Regions from separate parts of the Rattus norvegicus genome. Here region 1 is linked to region 2. The links are chromatin contacts, called in public Hi-C maps. All regions are on one chromosome and are shown on one strand. The core of a region is the stretch at or near the end of the contact, and the rest is flanking DNA. Distances in the headings are between cores, read along the strand shown. Region 1 holds the start of Fut8 (fucosyltransferase 8). Region 2 has its middle 100 kb from the start of Fut8.

The links. A called contact is a pair of places that touch in the nucleus more often than the background predicts.
Region 1: a contact with region 2 is called in a Hi-C map of the A7r5 cell line, with 2.2 times the contacts expected there. The contact joins the promoter of Fut8 here to the enhancer-like site in region 2. A contact is called at or near these places in 2 of 12 Hi-C or Micro-C datasets (the A7r5 cell line and psoas muscle).

The regions. Positions count from the first base shown.
Region 1 is chr6:101,681,977-101,686,482 of GRCr8, forward strand. It overlaps Fut8 (fucosyltransferase 8), which reads left to right and starts at 1,312. Exons shown (of 12, transcript NM_001412189.1): 1 at 1,312-1,500.
Region 2 is chr6:101,580,197-101,584,814 of GRCr8, forward strand. No RefSeq gene overlaps it. Among named protein-coding and RNA genes, the nearest start is that of Fut8, 100 kb to the right of the region's middle. Within about 2 kb of position 1,620, at least 6 of the 93 cell types and tissues checked have an H3K27ac peak or open chromatin away from gene starts, as enhancers often do. A contact at or near this core is called in the A7r5 cell line, where this site is marked.

The sequences.
Region 1 (4,506 bases), core at 62-2,561, 100 kb after region 2:
TATGGGCGCTATTAGTTAGATTGCATTCTTGGCAGGCTACGACCTCTTTAATGTCTTTTGTGTGTCTTTTAATTCTTAGCATATAAAAGGCCGGCCCTGTTAACTCAGATACGTTTCCAAGGTATTTACTAATATGTATCTGTGCTGAGAGGAATGAATAATTGTCTTGAGGGCAGCTTTTCTACTCAGCCACCCGTTTGAGTCCTCAGGTTTTGGGATCTGGATCCCCAGGCTACAGGGAAGAGTTCTGCACGGGAAGCTCATCTTCCAGCACTCTGATTGGCCAGTTCTCACTCCACTCACTGGTTTTCCCGCTCTGATTGGCCCCGGTGGCACCCGGCCGGCGACTACTTTGTGTGCCCTGGCGGCGCGGCTGGGTCCTCCCGCTTAGCTCGCCCTCTAGGACGGTCTGAGGTAGTCCTTCGGCCCACGGCTCAGCATCGCGGGCATCAGGATCCCCGAGTGCGAGCGGGTAGGAAACATCCCTGGGAAAAGCCTCTCCCTCTCTTCTCCGTACTCAATAAACTTCCGCCTCCAAAGGGCTGAGGCAGCCGCGGCTAGGAATGGCCGGGCTTCGAACTCAGGCTCGGCAGGGTTCTTTCTCTTCTGGTGGAGACAGAGCCAACGGGTAGCCAGAACGCCCCGATCCGCGGTGCCATTGTGTGCTCGAACCTTAGCGGATGTGCAGCAGAGAGTACCCTGAAACTAGCACAGAACGGGGTGCGCCTCTGGGCGGTGGGCCCCGCGGGCCAGGGCAGGCAGGGAGCGCTGGTCCCCTCAGCCTCCGACCCTCAGGCGGCTTTCGTCTGTGTAGACGAAAGCCCGAGCACTCGCGCTGCCGCTGTCCGGCTGGAGCTCGGGTCCCGCCGTGGCCGGTGGATGCTGCAGCCCCGCTGTCCACCCGCACAGAGGAAGGGGACGGGGAGGAGCCTGTGCACATGCCAGGGTCGCTGGTGGAGGCCGCGGCCGGCGCATGCGCGCCCTCCCCCAGAAGGCTGGGACGCCGAGGGGCGCGCGCCCCTCTCCGCGCGTGCACGCTCGCTCGCTAGCGCCGGCCCGAGGCTTCCCCGCCTGCGCTCCGGGTCGGAGCCACTCAGGCGCGTGCGCGCGTGGTCTCGGGCCGACCCGAGTGGCCGGGTTCTCTGAGCTCCAGGCCCCCGCCGCCCCCTCCCGGCTCCCAGCCAACCCGTCCTTCCCTTTCCTCACGGAATGGGTCCGGCGCTGCTCGGGGTCGCGCGCCCTGGACCCGGCTCGCGCTCGGTCTCGCGCTGTCAGCCGCTGCCTGGCTCGCGCCGCCTTGCGCTTTCCCTCAGTCAGTGGCGCCGAAGGCTCCGTTAAGCGGCGGCCGCGGTTCCTGTTTCCGTTTCTTCCTCTCCCTTCAGTCGGGAGTAGCATCCTCCACCCCAGCACCCCTCCCACTCTCCCGGCGCGGCCAGCTGCAGCTGAAGGCAGCGGCTGTGGCGACGGGGGACGGCGCCGATCGCCTCGCTCCCGCCGCGGGTAAGGGGGCGTTAGGGAGCCGGGCCCCGCGCGCCGGGGACTCCAGGACGGGGCGGGCGCGGGCTCTGCGGAGCCTGGGCTCGAGGCGCTCCTTCGTCCTCCCGCCGATCCCGGGCCTGTTGCTGCAACTGCTGCAGCTGCTGCTCAGCCAGCGGCCCCGGGAAAAGTGGGGAGGGAGCCTCCGGGACGCTCCGGCGTTGCCTTGGCCCCTTGGGTGAGGGGCGCCGCGGCGTCGGGCATCCCAGGACTCGTGGGATGGGGGCGGGGTGGGAGGTGTCCAACAGCGGATCTCTGCACCTATCGCTCCTTGTCCCCGCAGCTGGGTCCCCGTGGTCAGACCGTGGGAAGGTGGGTTCCTTTGCTTTGCTTTGCTGTGTGGGCTTCTCAGGCTGGAAATCGGAGTGAACCTGTCCAAAGATGCGTTCTGGCGAGTGGCTGAGGCAGGGCAGTTAATGGCCTGGGTACCTCGGTATCCCCTCCCTTTGATCTGCGAATGACAAGCTGGAGGCTTTGGAGTGTCTCAACTTATTTGGGAAGGTTAAATGAGTCACATCAGTTCAGCGGAGGTCTGTCCTGCTGGAGTTGAGGTGGTTTTTTCGGCAGCACCTGTTCTCTGGTTGTGGGCTTTGGAATCCTCTGAGACGTATTTCTTAAGTTAAATGGCATTGTCATGGTTAGGGTTTAGCACCCTGGTGAGCTTTTAGCGCTTTTCCTTAAACGTCGAGGCCTTGGAGAAAAGCAAGGAAAGTAATGTCTTTTCCTTCTTGTGTCTAATTTTGCACGTTACTTTTAAGAAAACGCAAGAAGGTGAGCCCAGGAAAGCCATATCCTCCCGTAGATCACTCAGAACTTAAAGGTTTCAGGGAACAAATGCAACGCAAGTTTTTATCAGTTTAAGAGTTAAATGTATCACAAGTCACTGACTTAACTTAGCCTTTGCTCGGTAGAAACTCTTAAGTAGGTTTTATTTTAGTTGCCTTTTCTTCCTGGGGTTAAGTGCTTATTTATTTTCTTGATTAAAGTTCTGTTATATACATACTTCTTTAAAGGATATATCATATATAAAGTATTTAAGGGGAGATAGTATATACTGAAGCAAAGGAATAAGATGCTTCTTTTCTTTAAGGCAACATAGTCTCTGACAGCTGTACGCCCCTGTACATTGCTGTCCTTATGAAATAAATCTTAATTATAAATACTATAGTATTTTAACACACATATAGCATTTGAAATTGCAGGCTGAGTAAAAATGTAGGGAACAAGAGATGACTAGGCTGTAAGCGTACAAAGGTGGTTTGGAGGTTGGGGTTTTCAGTTTGCTGTTAGAAATCGAGAATTCTGTTTGAGTTCAAGAGCTGAACAGCTGGAATAAAACTTACGTAGATTGCAGGAACGTGCAGAAATGTCTTTGATCAGATAGTTAATATGAAGTGTGTCTTGTGATCTACTAGGAGAGTGATTCAGAATAACTTGAATATGACATACTAAAGACTGTATTTTAAGGATTTTTTTTTTTAAATCTAAAAGTCATTTGAGGTTGTTTTCTCTGCAAATCAGCTGTATTTAATATGTATAGAACTGAGACCAAGACAATCATCCTGATTCTATAAAGTGGTCTTTAAAAAAAAAATTCTAGCTAATTTTTTCAAAGGAGTAACAATGCCCTCAAAAGTGATGAATTTTGAAATTTTCTAGTGGGTTACAAAATTTGTGTTTCTTTTTTCTTTTCTTTCCTTTTTTTTTTTTTAAATGCAGTTATTTTAGGTCGGTCTGGAGGGGGAGCTAGTGCCAAAGCAAAGTGTAGCTTAATAGCTGTTTGAACTTTGAAAACACCTAACCAGATTGGTATACAAATGTACCAGGAGAAGTGTACATTTTTTAATTAAAACACCAGGGGTATTGATGTGGACGTAGTAACTATACATAGTTATTTGTGGGGTGTGTAATTGGACATTAGAAATTAGTTTTAACAATCAATCATGAATAATAAAAGCAGGTGTTTAGGTTTTTTGAATTTTGTATATGAAACTCTGAAAATGTGTACTGAAACTTGAATATGTTGCAGCATTTTCTTAATCCTCTTGAGCAGTGTATTAAAAGTGAAGTGTGTTCCTGACCCTTTGCTCATATTGAATATCTTTGCCTTATGAAATCTATACTCCCAAAAAGGTAAAACAAAAAGCTAAAAAATGAAAAGCTCCAAGTAGAGTCTGGGAGAGGTAGGTATATTCACTGTGTAGTGAATTATCTCTGTCACAACGAGATAATTTTAGTAAAGACATGGCCCTTTAGGTAATTGGACAGCAGTGTCTCAAGGTCATTTTGCAGCCTATAGTATGATGTTGAATCTGTGTGAATATAGAATAGTTATTTTTGTCATGTGTGGCATTTTGTTTCATTTCTAAAGTATGTGTTTGATTTGTGTCTGATCATCACGTGCTCTTTAAATCTACACAAAGAAATTGATAATGATGTGTATTTAAAAATCATTAAAATATTTTTTGAGGATAGTGATGAACCTTTTGTTATTCACATTCTTAAGTAAATAGAACCTTACTAGTGCTAATTAAAAAATAGATTTCTTTCCATTCAGTGGTTGTTATTAATTTACTTTAAAAATTACATTTAGTAAAAGTATATTGGTTTAATTAAATGATGGACATGCACGTTTTATAGCATATTATAAATCTGGAGCTGCTTCACCTTACAAACACAGGGTTTTTTAAAAGTCAGTATGTTTTTTCCTTAAAAAAGGAAGCAAAAGCAAGATTGTGAACACCTGAAACTAAAGGCCTATGCTCTGTCTCAGTGCTGACCTTGTGCTTTCCAGATGAGTGTGATGGTAGGGAGCGTCTATACAGCACTCCCTTTGGCTCTCTTACTCTCTGGCTTATATTTCTCTACTACAGAGTAGACTGTGTGGCTGTTTGAATTGTTTTTAACTTGTAGCTCATTATAATGACAGTCAAAAGTGTTTAAAAGTAAACACACATTTACATCTGACTT
Region 2 (4,618 bases), core at 370-2,869:
ATCACCATCCGCAGAGCTTCTCTTGTCCCCATGGTACCTGTAGACTCTTGGCATCTCCTGGAAGTGTCTAGGACTGCTTCAGCACTGCAGTGCTCAAGCCCCTGCCCGCCCCCAGATGGCTGGGATTTACTTGCATCCATAGATGGAAAACAAAGAGGTTCATACCAGGTGTTTCTGAAAACCATTCCTTCCCTCGAAAGTCAAGGGCATTTTTATCAGCCGCAATTTGCACCTGCCAGTTTCCCTTCGTTCCCCTGAGTCTTTACTTTGGCTCCCTGGTCTCTCCTACAAATTGTCCTGACAGGACCTCCCTGCTGGCTCTCTCTCTCTATAACACCAGACAAGTCCAAGCCCCACCTAAAGTTAGTGCAGAGCCTTGTCCCATTTAAGAGGGAAATTTTGAGAGAGTTAAACTGAAAAGCATTTGCATTCTTGGGTTTTCCAAACCTGATCATCAGAAGACACAGAGATTACAAAACCAAGGTCTTCTCTGATAAATTAGGAAAACATCACTGATTAAGAGACTGAGGCAAAAGTGGGAGGCGCTGGCTTTTCAGACCAGGTGGGAGAAAAGTTCTTCAGAAACCAAACAAGGAGCTATTTGCAGAGTTTATGTCTAACATGCAAATTCTGATAAAGCTTGAAAATCAGAAGACCTGGTGGAGGCCCTTGGTGAGACCATGTAATAAAACAACATGTGCTACAAGCTTTTTATGGCCCGCCTCTAATGTTCAAACAATTCTGTGGTTGCCCCTCCTCTCTCCCCTACCACTGGATGAGGAGGAAAAGTTTCTAAAAGCAATCATAGTTTGGAACTCTTCGTTCGTTTGTTTTTTCAAAACAGGGTTTCTCTGTGCAGTTCTGGCTATCCTGGAACTCACTCTGTAGACCAGGCTGGCCTTGAACTCAGAGATCTGCCTGCAAAGGCATGCACCACCACTGTCTTGGGGCCAGTGTAAAACCTCTGTGGAATTAGTGGTTAAGGACCGAGGATAGAGCCACTGGTCCACACATGCCAGGCAAGTGCTCTACACCCACCCACAGTCCTAGTCCTGTAGTGTATGTAGTGCATAATCTTAATGTTTTAAGAGGGTAGCATCTTACAATCTAACAGGGTGTCTTACCTAATTGAAGTGTGACAAGAACTTATCCCCCTGTCCCCTTCCAGAGGCAGAGGAGAAAAGAAAGATGCAGAATCTGTATATATGATGAAAGACTGGGATTAAGACTGGAGAAAGTCCAAGACACAAAGAGAGGAGAGAGAGAGAGAGAGAGAGAGAGAGAGAGAGAGAGAGAGAGAGAGAGAGAGAACATCCATCTTTAAGTATGCTTGGCTGGACGCAGTTTGGTTCATGCTCTGCACACTCACTCCAGTGAGTGAGCTCTTGTCAAATCGGGGCTGAACTCTGCAACTAGGCTGACGTGGCAGGAGGATGTGGTCGGGGTTCTGTTTTCAAACATGGACTACTTGTTCTGTCCCTTGGGAGAGACAGCGTTTTTGACTCCTGGTCTGTCTGGGTAGCCCGCCTCTGTCTTTGGGTAGTTGGGGTGAGTGACTGCCTCCGGTGGGGTGGGGGAGATTCACACATGTTTGTTGTGTGCCAGTTACAAGAGGATTCGGGGCAGAGGTAACCTGGGGGCTGATGAGTCAATATTTCAGGGCTTGGCTAATCCTGTGGAAGCTCACAGCCAGGCTGATTTTACTTGGCTTCAGAGAATGTTCTGAGGACATTTTACCTAAAAACTGGCCGTGGCTCAACCTGCCACAAATGTAGGAGTGACTCCTGAACCAAGTCTGTCTAATGTCATTAGAACCCTTTCCTTTTAATTTTTTTTTTTTTTTTTTGCACAAAGTGGAAGTACTTAACATTTCTGGCCGTTCCCAACCTTGATTTTATTTGTGTTTTGTACAGTTATAACTTTCACTATAGTAAACTTCTGAGGGGGAGGGTTTCTACTTAAAGAGCAATATCATGGTCTCATGTAGTTCAGGCTAGCCTCCAACTCACTATATACCCAAAGATGACCTCTTACCTCCACATCCCCAATGCTGGGATTATAGGCATGGGCTTCTGTGGCTGATGCACACACACACAGACACACACACAGACACACACACAGACACACACACAGATACACACACAGACACACAGACACACACACACAGACACACAGACACACACACAGACACACAGACACACACACAGACACACAGACACACACACAGACACACACACAGACACACACACACACAGACACACACACACACACACACACACACACACACACACATTTACTGGTAGCCATCCACCTCAAGATGGAGTCAGATTGAGCAAGATTAGCATTGTTATTTCTCCCAAGAGACTGACTATGTAGAACAATGAACAGGACCACACCCTTGGCCAGTACTCGGCTTCCAAACATTAGCATTTGGTCAATAATTACCAGTTTCCCCGGATGAAACCAGATGACCCAAATATATTCTCCCCACCAATCCTGTCCCCAGGTACCCTCTTCTAGTCAGTTTGCCCCCAGTCTCCATGTAGAGCCATGCTCTAGCCAGAGAATAGCGGGAAGAGTTTCCTTTCAAAAGCACCATGAAGATCTCCACTTCTCAGTCCCACGGGTCTTCACCCAAACAGCGATGGTGACTGAATTCCTGGGTGTAGCTCCCTCTGTGTAGAACTCATTTGTTCTGGGTCTCATCAGAGTGGCTTTGTTGACATCCACCCTCCCGGCAGGGCTTCCTTCCCTCAGGTGGATATTGGACCTGAAGGAATGTCACAAGCAGACACTGAGCCCATGGGGGAAATCCTGTCAAGAGACTTAGCTTACACACGTCGCACACGCATAACCTTCCAGGCCTTGGGCCCTGTGTCTTCCTTATACTTGCAGCAACAGGAGAAGCAAAAGGCCATGCAAAATAAATGTGCTGCGGAGCTCAGACCGCCTCAGTCCATCACACCGCTGCACCACCAGCCTGGTGCTGTGCCAATTACCACCACAAACACTGAAGACACTTTTCAAAACATGACCAAGTAAACGCCAACAGGGCCAGCCAGGCGTTAAAACACTCGGACAAGATTGTCAACGCAAAGAAATACATGCCAGGAAATAGGAGTCTGGGCTACGGTTAAGCAATCACCAGGGTGACAGCCCCGTGGTTAACCTTTTTGTGGACAGACCTGCCCTGTCAATCCCCTCAGAGTGTCCTGCCGAGAGAGAGGACAGAAGGTCCTGAGATGGGAGAGGCCAGACTCGGAATTCATTCAGACTGAAACGGTGGTGGTTTTCTGCACTGTTATTTCCTGGGCAACCACAGGGTAGATGTGGGGTATCAGCTCAGGTCACTGTGGAGCAGGTGTAACTCTTCCCAGCTGTGCGAAGCCTCACAGCCAGAATCACCCACAGGGACACACGTTTTCTGACAACCTATTGTGTGTACCTAGCACCAAATTTCCTTGACAGTTTAAAGATATCTTTGAAGTATTTAACACCTCGGAGGGCAGAAACGCTACCTTTTTTCTCTTTAAGATTCCTTTACAAGCAATCAGGGCCATTATAGATTGCCTGCATTTTGGGTTTACAAGGAAAAATTTTTGAAAAGTTCCTCTCTAGCCTAACAGTTTGAGAAGCTAAGCTATGTTTGTTGCTGTTGTTGGTTTTTTTGTTTGTTTTGTTTTGTTTTTAAAATGTTTTTGTTTCTGTCTCGAGATAGGATTTCATGTGTCCCAGACGAGCCTCAAAGTTGCTACATTGTCAAGGCTTTAGATTCCTCTGAGTTCGCTTTCCAGGTCCCCTAGAAGAGCAGCAAGTGCTTGTTCATCCCTGGGCCATCTCCCCAGCCACACTTCCCCACACCCCTGTTTCTCCACCAAAATAGACTTTTAAACCCTACTCGGCATTACAGAACACATCTAGTTTAACCTCTGCAAACCTTCCAAGTTACTTACCGTAATTACATAATTAGTATCCCCTTTTTGAGACTCAAAGATTTAACCTACTCATGGTCCCGCAGCCAGGAGGGTCCACAGGCTCAGTTGACAAAATCAGATGGAATGTTTGGTGGCGGTGAGACTGGGGGACTGAGGGACTGGGTGATGGCGACTGTAGAATTTCTGTTCTCTTTAGAGCTGGGGGTGGTTTCCCCAACTGCCCTGCGACCGTGGAGGGTGTTGACAGGGCTCATGTAGAGGGACTTGTAGTTGCCAGTAGCCTCCAATAGCAAGGGAATGCATACAGGAAGCATCCCTTTGGATGTCTTAATGCAATTAAAGGCAAGAACTAGAAGTTAGCACTGCTGAGGCATTTCTGGAGGTGCACTGGAGCTAGGCAGCTCACTTCCTAGATGTAAAGGAAAGGCGTAAGAAGATAAAAACCAACAGAACAAACAGATAAACAAACAAACAAAAAAGGTACAGAGACTGTTCCCACTGCCTTCTCCAACCCTTAGCAGCTGCAGAGGGCGAAACAAATGAGCTTCTAAAGATGGAGTCCTTTGTTTGAATACAGGTTAAATTTGGCTTCTCTGCTTAGAAGCCAGGTCAGGCAGCTGACACCTTCATGCTTCCACCAGGCAGTAAATACGAGCTCTTGGGAAAAAACAGCCCATTGCTAT